Linked DNA regions of Sus scrofa: region 2 is linked to region 1. The links are chromatin contacts, called in public Hi-C maps. All regions are on one chromosome and are shown on one strand. The core of a region is the stretch at or near the end of the contact, and the rest is flanking DNA. Distances in the headings are between cores, read along the strand shown.

Region 1 (6,196 bases), core at 1,037-3,536:
CACTGCACCAGCCATGGATTGAACCCACACCTCCATAGTGACCTGAGCCGCTGCAGTCAGGTTCTTGCCACTGTGCCACAGCAGGAACTCCAACAGTTGCTGTGTTTTTACTGAAAGGTTTGATTTCATTTTGATCAGTGCCCAGTACCTGAACCAACCCTAATTTGTTTGCCTATAGAAATGTGTGTCTGTGTAAACTAGAGACTTTGATGCTCTGTGTGTATTAATGGGAGTCTCAAGGCTGCTTCCTAGTATATGTTCCCAATCGATAGGTTTATTTTGCTTCTTCTTCTTCTTCTTTTTTTTTTTTTTTTTTTTTTTTTTTTTTTGTCTTTTTGCCTTTTCTAGGGCCGCTCCTGTGGCATATGGAGGTTCCCAGGCTAGGGGTTTAATCGGAGCTGTAGCCGCCGCCTACACCACAGCCGCAGCAACATGGGATCCAAGCCACATCTGCAACCTACACCACAGCTCACGGCATCGCCAGATCCTTAACCCACTGAGCAAGGCCAGGGATCAAACCTGCAACCTCATGGTTCCTAGTTGGATTCATTAAGCACTGCACCACAATGGGAACTCCAGGTTTATTTTGCTTCTGAATCTGTCCTTCTAGCCACAATGTCCTGCAAACAGCTGTTGAGACATTTTGTCACATTTAATGTTATTATGCATTTACCATCATTAGAATAAAACCTCTAAGGTGTAAAATCCATTTTCCTTCACAGGGTTCTCATAATTTGATCATATTGAGGCATCACTGCTCTAGACAGAATAATATCTCTTCTCTCAATTCCCAAGGCAGCTCACCTCAATTTCCCGAGTGGAATTTGAGATCCTCTATCTTGCTTATTCCTGTTTTTTTCATGTCTTTACTGGATAACAAGTCATTTGAAGATAGCAACTACACCTTTTCATCATTATATGCCAATGAGTACAAGTATAAATGTCTGGTATTTGACTCAAATTTCAAACTAGTAAGTTCATCCTTAGCTTAGGACTGTAAAAGGACATAAAGACCTATGCATAATGATGTTCATTAAAGACTAGTTTAGTACATTAGTTTTTAGCCAACAATAGAAACATAATAGCTAATCGTAGAACATGGGTTAAATTAATTATGGAGAGAAGGGCTTGGGGACCCTGATAAGGGTGATTCATCTGCATGGCCCTGCAATTTATAGATATGTCACTATTAGGCAGGACATTTCAGCAGAAGGAAAAGATGGATTCATGCCTTTAAAATTAAAGTGTGTTTTATGAATAATGAGGAAACAACTCACCTGAACTTAAACTTTTAGATGTGTAACAAAAATTCTTTCCTCTCTCAGGATCCTTTTTTAAATTTAAGAGACCAGCAGCACTGGGAAAAAAGAAGGCAATCATGAGCCATCAGGATTTTCTTGGACTGCATATTCATTTACAAAACACCCTCCCTCCATGACCAGACCCTCTCACCCAGGCCATCACACACAACCAGATGGGAGTAGAAAGGGGAGTGGAACAGTGTTGACTTTCCCCAGTATAAGAGAGGCCAGGGTCATTGATGTCTAGTTCACAGTAGGTTCCTGGGGCCAGAAATGCTGTGGTTGTGAAACATACAGCCGGACCCCTTGGAACTTTCAAGGGGGGTCCTTCCAAGGAGGGAATCCTACTCCTGGGACCTCATCATCAAGTCTTCCCAAAGGCCTGTCTTGGGGCTTCAACCAACTTCAGGAAATCTCATCTCATGATCGAATCTGTGTCTTCTCGCTGGGATCCTCCATTATTTCATTCTAAACCTCAGCATCTGGCTTTCACCCTTTACCGGGTTCAGACCCCAAGTGGCTGTGAGGCGAGAGGGCTGAGGAATCTGCCGAGCTAGAGCCTGGAGTTCCAGTGACAGCCCTCACGGCCACACAAACTTCGCTCATCCATATGCCATGCAGTTAAATAACAACCTCCCAGTTAAATAATGACGGGCACATCGTCAAGAAGACACGTCTACACACACCCACACACTCTCCGCAGGCATAAAAATCTCTGCTGTTCAGGCAGACAAGGGCCCGAGGCTCGAGGCCCGACACGCCCTGTCCGCGCCCAAAGCATCCTCGCCTTGAGCACCTGTCCCCCCAACCGCGGGTTCCTGTCAGCTGCAGTCGGGGATTGTGGAAGCCTTCGCCGATTTTTATCTATGGATATGATCTACTTACCACGTAGGTACCACAGCTGCTCGGCCACCGGAAGAGGACCCGGGGACCGAGGTTGCTGTCAGCCCGGTGCCTTCTGGGAAATGCAGTCCCGCCCGCAAGGGCCTGGCGCCGGAGACCCGCGGTGCGCAGGCGCAGGCGTGTGGCTGCGCTTCGCGGAGAAAGACCAGAATTCGGGAGGGTGGTGGTTTCCGGTGGTCCCGCGTGGAAGGGCGAGTGGGATCTGAGTCCAGGCGGTAGGAGGCCGAGCAGGCGCTGAGGAACTTGAGAGTCTCAAACCTGCGTGCAGGAGGAGGCGGCAGGCTCCTGGGTGCGGCGGTCCCCTGGGTATGAGCTCTGTGGACTTGAATCTTTCATTCCCCACCAAGGTAGCATCAGCACCTGCAGTAGCGCCGGGAGCACAGCTGGCGTTAAGTGTGCATTTGTTTAAAGAAAGGACGCCTGGGCGTGTGTAGGTGTTGGCGTTTTCATTCTCGGTGACATTGTGGGACCCATTATAGGTCTGTAACCATGTAGATGGGGTTGTGTTTTTGCTTGTGGTTTGTTTCCTAGTGTGGATATGAAAATGGTTAATGTTTCAGATTTTGAGATATGATAAAACTTGTTAAGCACCCTTCCTCCCCACTCCTCCATCCCCACCTGAAATTCTTGTGCCGTCACTTGTCTTTCTCTCCTTTGGAGGCCAGGTGTGGCAAACTTTTGCCAAAGGCATATTAGAGAAGCCGACTCATCCAGTAGACACAGTAGGAAAAATGTCTAGGGCCCACAGTACTTTTAGGGGCCCATAAAAAAGTCTTTTTTTTTTTTTTTTTTCCTTTCTAGGGTCGCACCTAAGGCATGTGGAAATTCCTGGGCTGGGGGTGGAATGGTTCTTTCCCTGGCTGTCTGGGCACCTTGGGAATGAAGTTTGAATATGTGTTTTAGTCTCCTAATAAAATTTTCTTTCCCAGACTCTTTGGGAATAGGTAGTAAAAAGTTTGAGTGTTTTTGTGACTATTGAATTATGTAATAATACATTTTTGAGGTCCATGAGACTCTGACTTTAGTTATGAGATTATATGTTTTTATCTGTGAGTATGACTTAAAATTAAGGTGAGGTTTTGGAAGATATGCTTTTCTTATGTGTGCTTTCTGTGGATATTGTGAATGTGGATCACTGTGTGAACAGGCTTATTGACTGAGAAACTGCATGACTCTGAACTGAATATGTGTGATTTTAATTATATGAATATAGAACCCTGTGATAGTATATCATTGCATATGTTTGTGAGTGACTGTAAGCCACTTTACTCCTCTCAACAGTGAAAGAGAGAAATGTTGCATCTTTTTGGAGCAGTGACTTCAAGATTTGGATAAAAAGGATTTCTATTTATCTGGCAAATCATTTGTGTTTTTTGTTTTGTTTTGCTTTGCTTTGCTTTGTTTTGTTTTGTTTGTTTTTTGCACCTGCAGTGTATTGAAGTTCCAAACTCATAGGCACTTTCCCACCCCAGAGGTAGCCATTACTGCAACTTCTGTTATAGATCAATTTTACCATTTTTTTTTTTTGGTCTATTTTTTTAGGGCCACAGGTGTGGCATATGGAGGTTTCCAGGCTAGGGGCTGAATTAGAGCTACAGCTGCTGTTCTATGCCACAGCCACAGCAACACAGGATCCAAGCCGCGTCTGCGACCTACACCACAGCTCACGGCAGTGCCAGATCCCCGACCCACTGAGCGAGGCCAGGGATCGAACCCACATCCTCATGGATGCTAGTCAGATTTGCTTCCACTGAGGCGCAATGGGAACTCCATCATTTGTGTATTTTATATTTGATCGGATAGGTGTTTTTTTTTTAATAGGAATTTTATTTTATTTTTTATTTATTTTTTGGTCTTTTTGCTATTTCTTTGGGCCGCTCCCGTGGCATATGGAGGTTCCTGGGCTAGGGGTCGAATTGGAGCTGTAGCCACGGCCTACGCCAGAGCCACAGCAATGCAGGATCCAAGCCGCATCTGCAACCTACACCACAGCTCACGGCAACGCCAGATCGTTAACCCACTGAGCAAGGGCAGGGACCGAACCCGAAACCTCATGGTTCCTAGTCGGATTCGTTAACCACTGCGCCACGACGGGGTTTTTTTTCTTTTAAAGGAGAATACAAATGATCTTTTATTTTTTTTCAAATAAGAAAGAATTCAAAGCCATATGTTCTATATGCAAAAGTTTGCCACTTTTGTATTCATCTTAGACACCCAGAGGTAAGCTTCCATTCTTCTGTGCCGTGAAGGAATTTTTAGTGGATAAGTTTGGAAAGCCTTTAGCTACAGACATGATTTACACCTGGACAAGCTTTTTGGCTTAGGGCAGAGACTAAAGAGTCATGTCCTGATTTCTGCATCAAGCAATATTATTACTTCGGTCTCTGGAGAGAAAACTGTGACTCAGAGAATACTTGTTTAGATCTGTTGAATTTGTCCATCAGAGAACTACCTGCCAAACTTCAAATTATAGGTAATTAATACATTGTTTTATGTATATTTCAATGAAATGCAAAATTAGATTTATATTTCCTATGTAAGACTTACTGCTGTTAAAATATAGCAATTTTGAATGGCAGAGTGGCCATTGTCAGTAATAATAGTTATATCTTTGGTGTTCCCATTTTCACATTGACTTTAAATTTTTTTCCATTTTAAATAAAATACTAAATATTAAATATATATCTAATATATAACTAAATACTTTAGTATGCATCTCCTAAAAAATAAGGATATATGTATTTATAAATAAATTCCTAATAGAATTACTAGGGCAGAGGTTATATACAACTTTTAGAATCTTTCCTCAAGAAAACTTTGGGGGAGTTCCTGTGTGGTGCAGTGGTTAACGAATCCGACTAGGAACCATGAGGTTGCGGGTTCGATCCCTGCCCTTGCTCAGTGGGTTAATGATCCGGCGTTGCCGTGAACTGTGGTGTAGGTCACAGATGCGGCTCGGATCCCGCATTGCTGTGGCTCTGGCGTAGGCTGGCGGCTACAGCTCCTATTAGACCCCTAGCCTGGGAACCTCCCATATGCCACAGGAGCAGCCCAAGAAATGGCAAAAAGACAAAAAAAAAAAAAAAAAAAAAAAAAAAAAAAGAAAACTTTGGAAAAACAGTTGTATAACATAAGCAGAGAGATGGAAACTCTAAGAAAGATTCCAAGGGAAATGGTAGACATCCATATTCATAGCCACATTATTTACAATAGTAACATAGTGGAAGCAACCCAAGTGTCCATTGGTAGATGAAGAGAAAAGCAAAATGGTACCTATGCATATGGTGGACTTTATTATTTAGCCTTAAAAAGAGGAAATTCTGACACCTGCTATAACATGGATGAATCTAGAGGACATAAGACTAAGTGAAATAATTCCATCACAAAAGGTAAATACTGTATAAATCCACTCATATGAGGTACCTCAAGTAGTCAGATTTATAGAGACACAAAGTTGAGTGGTGGTTGCCAGGTCTATGGGAAGGAGGAATGAGAGGTTATTATTTGATGGGCATATTCTCAGTTTTGTAAGATGAAAAGAGTTCTGGAGATGGATGGTGATACTGGTTGTACAGCAGTGTGAATATACTTAACATCACTGAACTGTACACTTAAAACGGTGAATTTTGGAGTCCCTGCTGTGGCACAGTGGGTTAAGGACCTGGTATTGCCACACCTGTGGCATAGGTCCAGCAGTGACTCAGATTGAATCCTTAGACCTGGATCTTCCATATGCCACAGGTGCAGTATAAATAAACAAATAAATAAATAAATAAATAAGTTGTATGTAATGTGCATTTTACCACAGTTCGGAAAAATAATAATGAAAACAAATGCCTGAAATGAAAAACACTGTGATGGAAGTAAAGAATGCCATTGATGGGATCACCAATGGACTGGACATGGCCAAGGAAAGAATCCCTGAGCTTCAAGGTATGTCAGTAGTAACTTTGTAAACTGAAATCCAGAGAAAAACAATGACAAAAAGATAA
Region 2 (6,196 bases), core at 2,736-5,235, 98 kb after region 1:
GATCCCGTTGCGCTACAGAGGGAGCTCTCTTTTTCTTCTTCTTTAAAAAAAATAATTATTAAAAAATAATAAATAATAATTATTATTATATAAATTATATAATTATACATTATTAATATAAATATAAATATAATAATAATTTTTTTAGCAGTTAAGAAATCAGAGGTATTGTTGGAGAAATAAAACATCCTACCAACGCAGAAAGTCCTCTCTACACAAAGTAGGAAAGAAAGCAGTCCTATTACTGAATAAGCATTTCCAGAGTACAGTATTGTAGATAATTTGTGGGAAGAAATTACAAAATAAGAAATTTAACCCTATTTATACGGTCAAACAATGATGAGCTTTTTATACTATTCTGTTTTTTTACCACTCAGTACATAACATTCTCAAGATTAAATGATATCTTGTCCTCCTGTAAGAGGACGTGACTGCCTCATTTGTTACAAATTCTCTGATGAGTTCATTCCTAAATTTGCTTGAAAATCTAGTCGTTGTTAATTGATTTTCTCCGAAGGAATAATGAAATTTATCTGTACTCCTCTGCTAGCAGATTTACGGCTCAGAAAGACACCTCCTTTAAACTCCCTTACATTCAAAAGGAACAAACCTCAGAACTTTTGAAGCACTCCTAGGTTGTAAACTTGGTAAGAGCCTTACTTAGCTTCTGACATGCATATCAAAAGATTAGAGAAAGGCGACCCAACCATTGGGTTTCTTATAGAATTGCTCTAAGAAAAAGGAAACAGGAAAAAAACAGAACTTTGTTCAAGGGAAATCCTTTTTTTTTTTTTTTAATTTGCTCTTAATGAGTTTATCTGATTTGCCCAAGACTTAACAGCTAGTTAGAGGCACAACTACCATTTGAACCAAGGAGTTGCAGCCTCATGTCTGTGGGTGTTTTTGTTTTGTTTTGTTTTGTTTTTTTGTCTTTTGTCTTTTTAGGGCCGCACCCACGGCATATGGAGTTTCCCAGGCCAGGGGTCTAATCAGAGCTGTTGCTTCTGGCCTATGCCAGAGCCACAGCAATGCCAGATCTGAGCTGTGTCTGTGACCTACACCACAGCTCATGGCAACGCCAGATCCTTAACCCACTGAGCGAGGCCATAGATCGAACCTGAAACCTCATGGTTCCTAGTCAGATTTGTTTCCACTGCACCACAACAGGGAACTCCAAGTTTGTGTTTTTAATCTCTATGCTGTACCTTTTTTTTTTTTTAATTGTAGGAAATAGTCTTGTGTATAGTTTAAGGAAGTCTGTTTGCTATTAGGTTTGTGAGGTGGTTTGGGGCTTTGTAGTTTATATCCTCATTATAGGACTGTATGCCCGTATAGAGAGATTAGGAAATATATAAATATAAGAGAGAAAGAATTGGAGTTCTCTGGGGGCTCAGTGGGTTAAGGATCTGGCATTGTCACTGCTGTGGCTCTGGTTATGCTGTGGCATGGGTTTGATCACTGGACTGGGAATTTCTGCATGCTGCCAGTGTGGCAAAATAAGTAATAATAAAAATTACCATAACATCAGGATTTAGAGATAACCACTGTTAATGGTTTTAATGCATTTGCATCGGAGCTGTATTATACATGGTATTTCTTCCTTAAATTTTTATTAAGGCCCAAATATACACAGAGAAAATAGCATAATAAAACCTTCCCCCCACCCTCATCAGCCATCTGCAACCCTCGTGAATGTTTTGCCCATCTTGTATCCATTCCCCTTCTCACACAAAATGCTTTGGGGGAGATTGGGAGGAGGAAGAGCTAAAATCGTTTGTTTTGTCTTTTTTTTTAGGGCCACACCTGCGGCATATGGAAGTTCCCAGGCTAGGGGTGGAATCGGAGCTGTAGCTGCCAGCCTATGCCCCAGCCACAGCAAGGCAAGATCCAAGTCACGTCTGTGACCTACACCACAGCTTGAGGCAAGGCCAGATCCTTAACTGAATGCAGCCAGGGATCAAACCGTCTTCCTCATGCATACTAATCAGGCTCATTACCGATGAGCCACAACAAAAACTACTAAAATAGTTTAAACTGAAAACATCCCCAGTCATGGAGTCACCAGAATTTAAAATCCATTAGCGTAAATTGATATGTGGAGAGCAAAAGAAAGCAACTGTTAATAACTTCAGGATTTTCATAGGTGGCAACCAAGAAGATCAAGTATGTATAGAAGAAAGCTAAGGGACATAGAAACAGTGAGATTTGGAGAGCAATAATTATTTATTTATTTTGGTGGCTTAAAATATAAAGGCTCAATTCCTGCTCATGTTATAAAAGTATGGAACACTTCACAAATTTTTGTGTCATCCTTGCACAGGGGCCATGCTAATCTTCTCTGTATCATTCCAATTTTAGTATATGTGCTTCGAAAGCGAGCACTGGAGAGCAATAATTACGAATTTATTTATTTTTTCTTTTTCTTTCTTTTCTTTTTTTTTGGCTACACCAATGGCACACCGAAGTTTCTGGGCCAGGGATCAAACCCACACCACAGCAGTGACAACACCAGGGAACTCCTGGATTTGGTTTCTTTATTTGGAACTTGACTTGAAAGTCTTCTGTATCTTGGTTTCTGATGTGTCTCTTCTTTAGCTAATGTGCTCCTTTGTTGAGGGAGAATGTCCCGTTCTTTAGAGTGTGCTTAGCAACCAGTGGGAGACTGGCAGATGAAGTTCTTCAGTGTTTGTGGCTGGTGTAGCCACTCAACATCCTGAAACAGGGGCTTGCAGTTCAGTTAGATTTTATTCAGAATTCCTGAAATGGATTTAAGGAAACAATAAAGGGGAACAATAGAACCTTTAGTGATCCTTTTATCTCACTTTCATCGGTTGCAAAATTGACCAATTTTTTCATAGCATTCAAAAGTTGACATACAATTATTGATAATATTTTAGATCATTAAAATATTCTAAATAAGAATGACCACCCATAACAAGTTAGCAAATATTCTTCTCAAAGGATAAACACAGGATACATAAATTAGAGACAGTCAAAATGGATACTAGTTAGGTTCCTCACTGCTGAGCCACGACGGGAACTCCATTCTTTTTTTTTTTTTTGGTCTTTTTTTGTCTTTTTGACTTTTCTGGGGCCGCTCCCACGGCGTATGGAGGTTCCCAGGCTAGTGGTCCAATCGGAGCTGTAGCCACTGGCCCACATCAGACCCACAGCAACGCGGGATCGGAGCCGCGTCTGCGCCCTACACCACGGCTCACAGCAACGCTGGATCCTTAATGCATTGAGCAAGGCCAGGGATCGAACCCGAAACTTCATGGTTCCTAGTTGGATTCGTTAACCACTGAGCCGCGATGGGAACTCCTATTTTTTTTTTTGGTCTTCCATTCTTTTTGTATATAAAAAGTATCTAAAAATGCATTATCAAGGCTCTTATCCACCACCCCCCCCTTTTTTTTTTTCCTGGTAGGGTTTCTTACAGTCCTTTTAAGATTCTGACCCTTCAGGAGTTCCTGTGATGGCGCAGCAGAAACGAATCTGACTAGAAACCATGAGGTTGCAGGTTCAATCCCTGGCCTCGCTCTGTGGGTTAAGGATCTGACGTATCCATGAGCTGTGGTGTAGGCTGCAGACACGGCTCGGATCTGGCGTTGCTGTGGGGCTGGCGTAGGCTGGCAGCTACAGCACCGCTAGCCTGGGAACCTCCATATGCCGTGGGTGCGGCCCTAAAAAGACCAAAGATATAAAAAAATAAAGACAATGACTCTTCAAATACTTCCTATCAATGAGAAAGAACTAGGGCAGCTGGCATCAGAGAACTGCTTCAGGTCCTCCGAGTGAAGGTGTCTCTGAAAGTTGCTGGCTGAGAACTCCCTGGAGTTCATGTTGTTCCGTTTCCTTTAGAACCTCTAAGTGGGCGGGGAAGGCCCTTCCTTCCCTTGGAGTTCTGGGAAATGTATTCCCCCAACCCTGTCCCGACGCAAGGGTCTGCGGCCCTTGGTTCATGGGCCTTCTGGGAAGTGTAGTTCCGGGGAGCTCGGTAGTCAGACGCTCTTCCGGCCCGGGAAAAGGACGCAGCCACCATCTTTATGGTCCAGGAGGTGAGTCAACCCTGCTCTCCTACGACCCCTCTGAGCCTTTTCGGCCAGAGCGTGGGGACTAGTCGCTACCTAGTCGGCTGTCTTAGGATGGAGAAGTCGCGGCCCCCGGTGGAGGCTGAGAGGCGGCGGGCGGAAGTGTGGATTCCCTTTGCTTTCCTCCTCCGCTTACGACGCAGCGCTGCTACTTCTACCGGTATAATATCTGGCTAGTTGTTATCCGTGCCCACTGCTTTCCTCTATAAGATAGCGAGAGATGGTAACTGCTGGGTGGGGTTGTGATTAGAATTAAGTGAGATCTGTCAACAGCTTAGATCGCCGGTAGCGCTTAACGTGTTGGCTCTTGCTATTGATACAGTTAATTTTCCCACCAGCGCCGTTTTGACTGGACGCCCCAGTAGCAATGCCATGGCCCTTCTGTCATCCATCAGGAGGCCGAGCTCTTCCCGAGCTTTTACTGATCTCTTTTTAGGAAGCACTGAGTCACTCCGCGCTAGTGCTTGGGGATGTCCGCTGCAGTTCTTCCGGGAGACGGACGTAGTCGCGCTGTCCCACCGCATTGTATTCTTCGCCACTCCTGAGTTCGGAGAGGGGAAGGAGGCCCTTTTTGCCCTCTCTCACCGTAGCCCCAGGTAAATATTACTGAAAGCTCCTTCTTGTTCTGGCATCAGTTCTCAGTTAATCCGCAGGTTTCCTTCATTCAGTAAATTATTACTAAGAAAATGTTATTTGTTGAATAAACCTGAGACTGTTTAATCTGCTTGTTAATATGTATGTTTGGATTTCTCTCCCACTTACATACATTTTAAAGATACAAAAATAAAAATAAATGTTTTAAAGTATATATATGATATATAAATATTTCGTTAAAGTACTCTATATATACTTTAAAATATTCTGCTTATTCATTTTGAAAATCTTTAAAGTATTTTTATAATATATATTCAAATTCACTGTGCTATCCATTTTTTTTCCCTCCTTTATTGTCTTCACTTCAGTTTATTCCCTTTTATTTACCCTCAGCTGATTTGGAAATTATATGGTCTTGTATTCTGACTTTTAAAAATGGTATTTGTGGGAGTTCCCGTCGTGGCGCAGTGGTTAACGAATCCGACTAGGAACCATGAGGTTGCGGGTTCGGTCCCTGCCCTTGCTCAGTGGGTTAACGATCCGGCGTTGCCGTGAGCTGTGGTGTAGGTTGCAGACACGGCTCGGATCCTGCGTTGCTGTGGCTCTGGCGTAGGCCGGTGGCTACAGCTCCAATTCAACCCCTAGCCTGGGAACCTCCATATGCCGCAGGAGCGGCCCAAGAAATAGAAACAACAACAACAACAACAACAACAAAAAAGACAAAAAAAAAAAAGTGGTATTTGTCTCAACAAATACTGAATTTAATCGGCATGTTCACTCATTCCCCCCCAAAAAAAGAGAGACTGAAAATATATTTGAAATTTGATGGTGCTCCCCCTTACCACCTTTTTTTTAATTGTAGGCTTTTTTTTTTTTTTTAAATAACCACACTCAAAATTTGTCATATTGTCCTTGGAAGTTTTTTTTTTTTTTTTTTTTAACAAAGATTGTACCAACATGCTTACATGTTTTTTTAGTTGTTGTGGTTGTTTTTCTCTTTTTGCCTTTTCTAGGGCCGCTCCCAGCAAATGGAGGTTCCCAGGCTAGGGGTCCAATTGGAGCTGTAGCTGCTGGCCTACACCAGAGCCACAGCAGCGCGGGATCTGAGCCGAGTCTGTGACCTACACCACAGCTCACGGCAACACAAGATCCTTAACCCACTGAGCGAGGCCAGGAATGGAACCCACAACCTCATGGTTCCTAGTTGGATTCATTAACCACTGAGCCACGATGGGAACGCCTGCTTACATGTTTTCTTACCATTGCTTCCTTCAGGGTTCATTTAGTCATAAATTTTCTTTGTTTCTTTTTTTTTTTTTTTTTTCCAGCTGTAATGTCTTTGTCTTCTCTTATGTAAATAATCATTTAGATTAATCATCATAGATGTTAAGGTGACGATTTTTTTTCTTTGTTTTGGAGACATTCAGTTGTTTTTTATTTTTTATTTTTATTTTTTGCTTATTTAGGACCACACCTCGGCATATGGAAGTTCCAAGGCTAGGGGTGGAGTT

Evidence for each region. A called contact is a pair of places that touch in the nucleus more often than the background predicts.
Region 2: a Hi-C map of skeletal muscle shows a contact between it and region 1, with 2.1 times the contacts expected there. The contact joins the promoter of LOC100627091 here to the promoter of ZNF404 in region 1. A contact is called at or near these places in 5 of 47 Hi-C or Micro-C datasets (epiblast stem cells, heart right ventricle and skeletal muscle) and 1 of 2 datasets of contacts at active chromatin or transcription factors (alveolar macrophages).

The regions. Positions count from the first base shown.
Region 1 is chr6:50,719,247-50,725,442 of Sscrofa11.1, forward strand. ZNF404 (zinc finger protein 404) reads right to left here and starts at 2,287. Exons shown (of 5, transcript XM_005655939.3): 1 at 2,187-2,287; 2 at 1,278-1,357. It overlaps ZNF45 (zinc finger protein 45), which reads left to right and starts at 2,374. Exons shown (of 7, transcript XM_021094497.1): 1 at 2,374-2,510.
Region 2 is chr6:50,815,371-50,821,566 of Sscrofa11.1, forward strand. LOC100627091 (zinc finger protein 227) reads left to right here and starts at 3,986. Exons shown (of 4, transcript XM_013988660.2): 1 at 3,986-4,058; 2 at 4,528-4,687.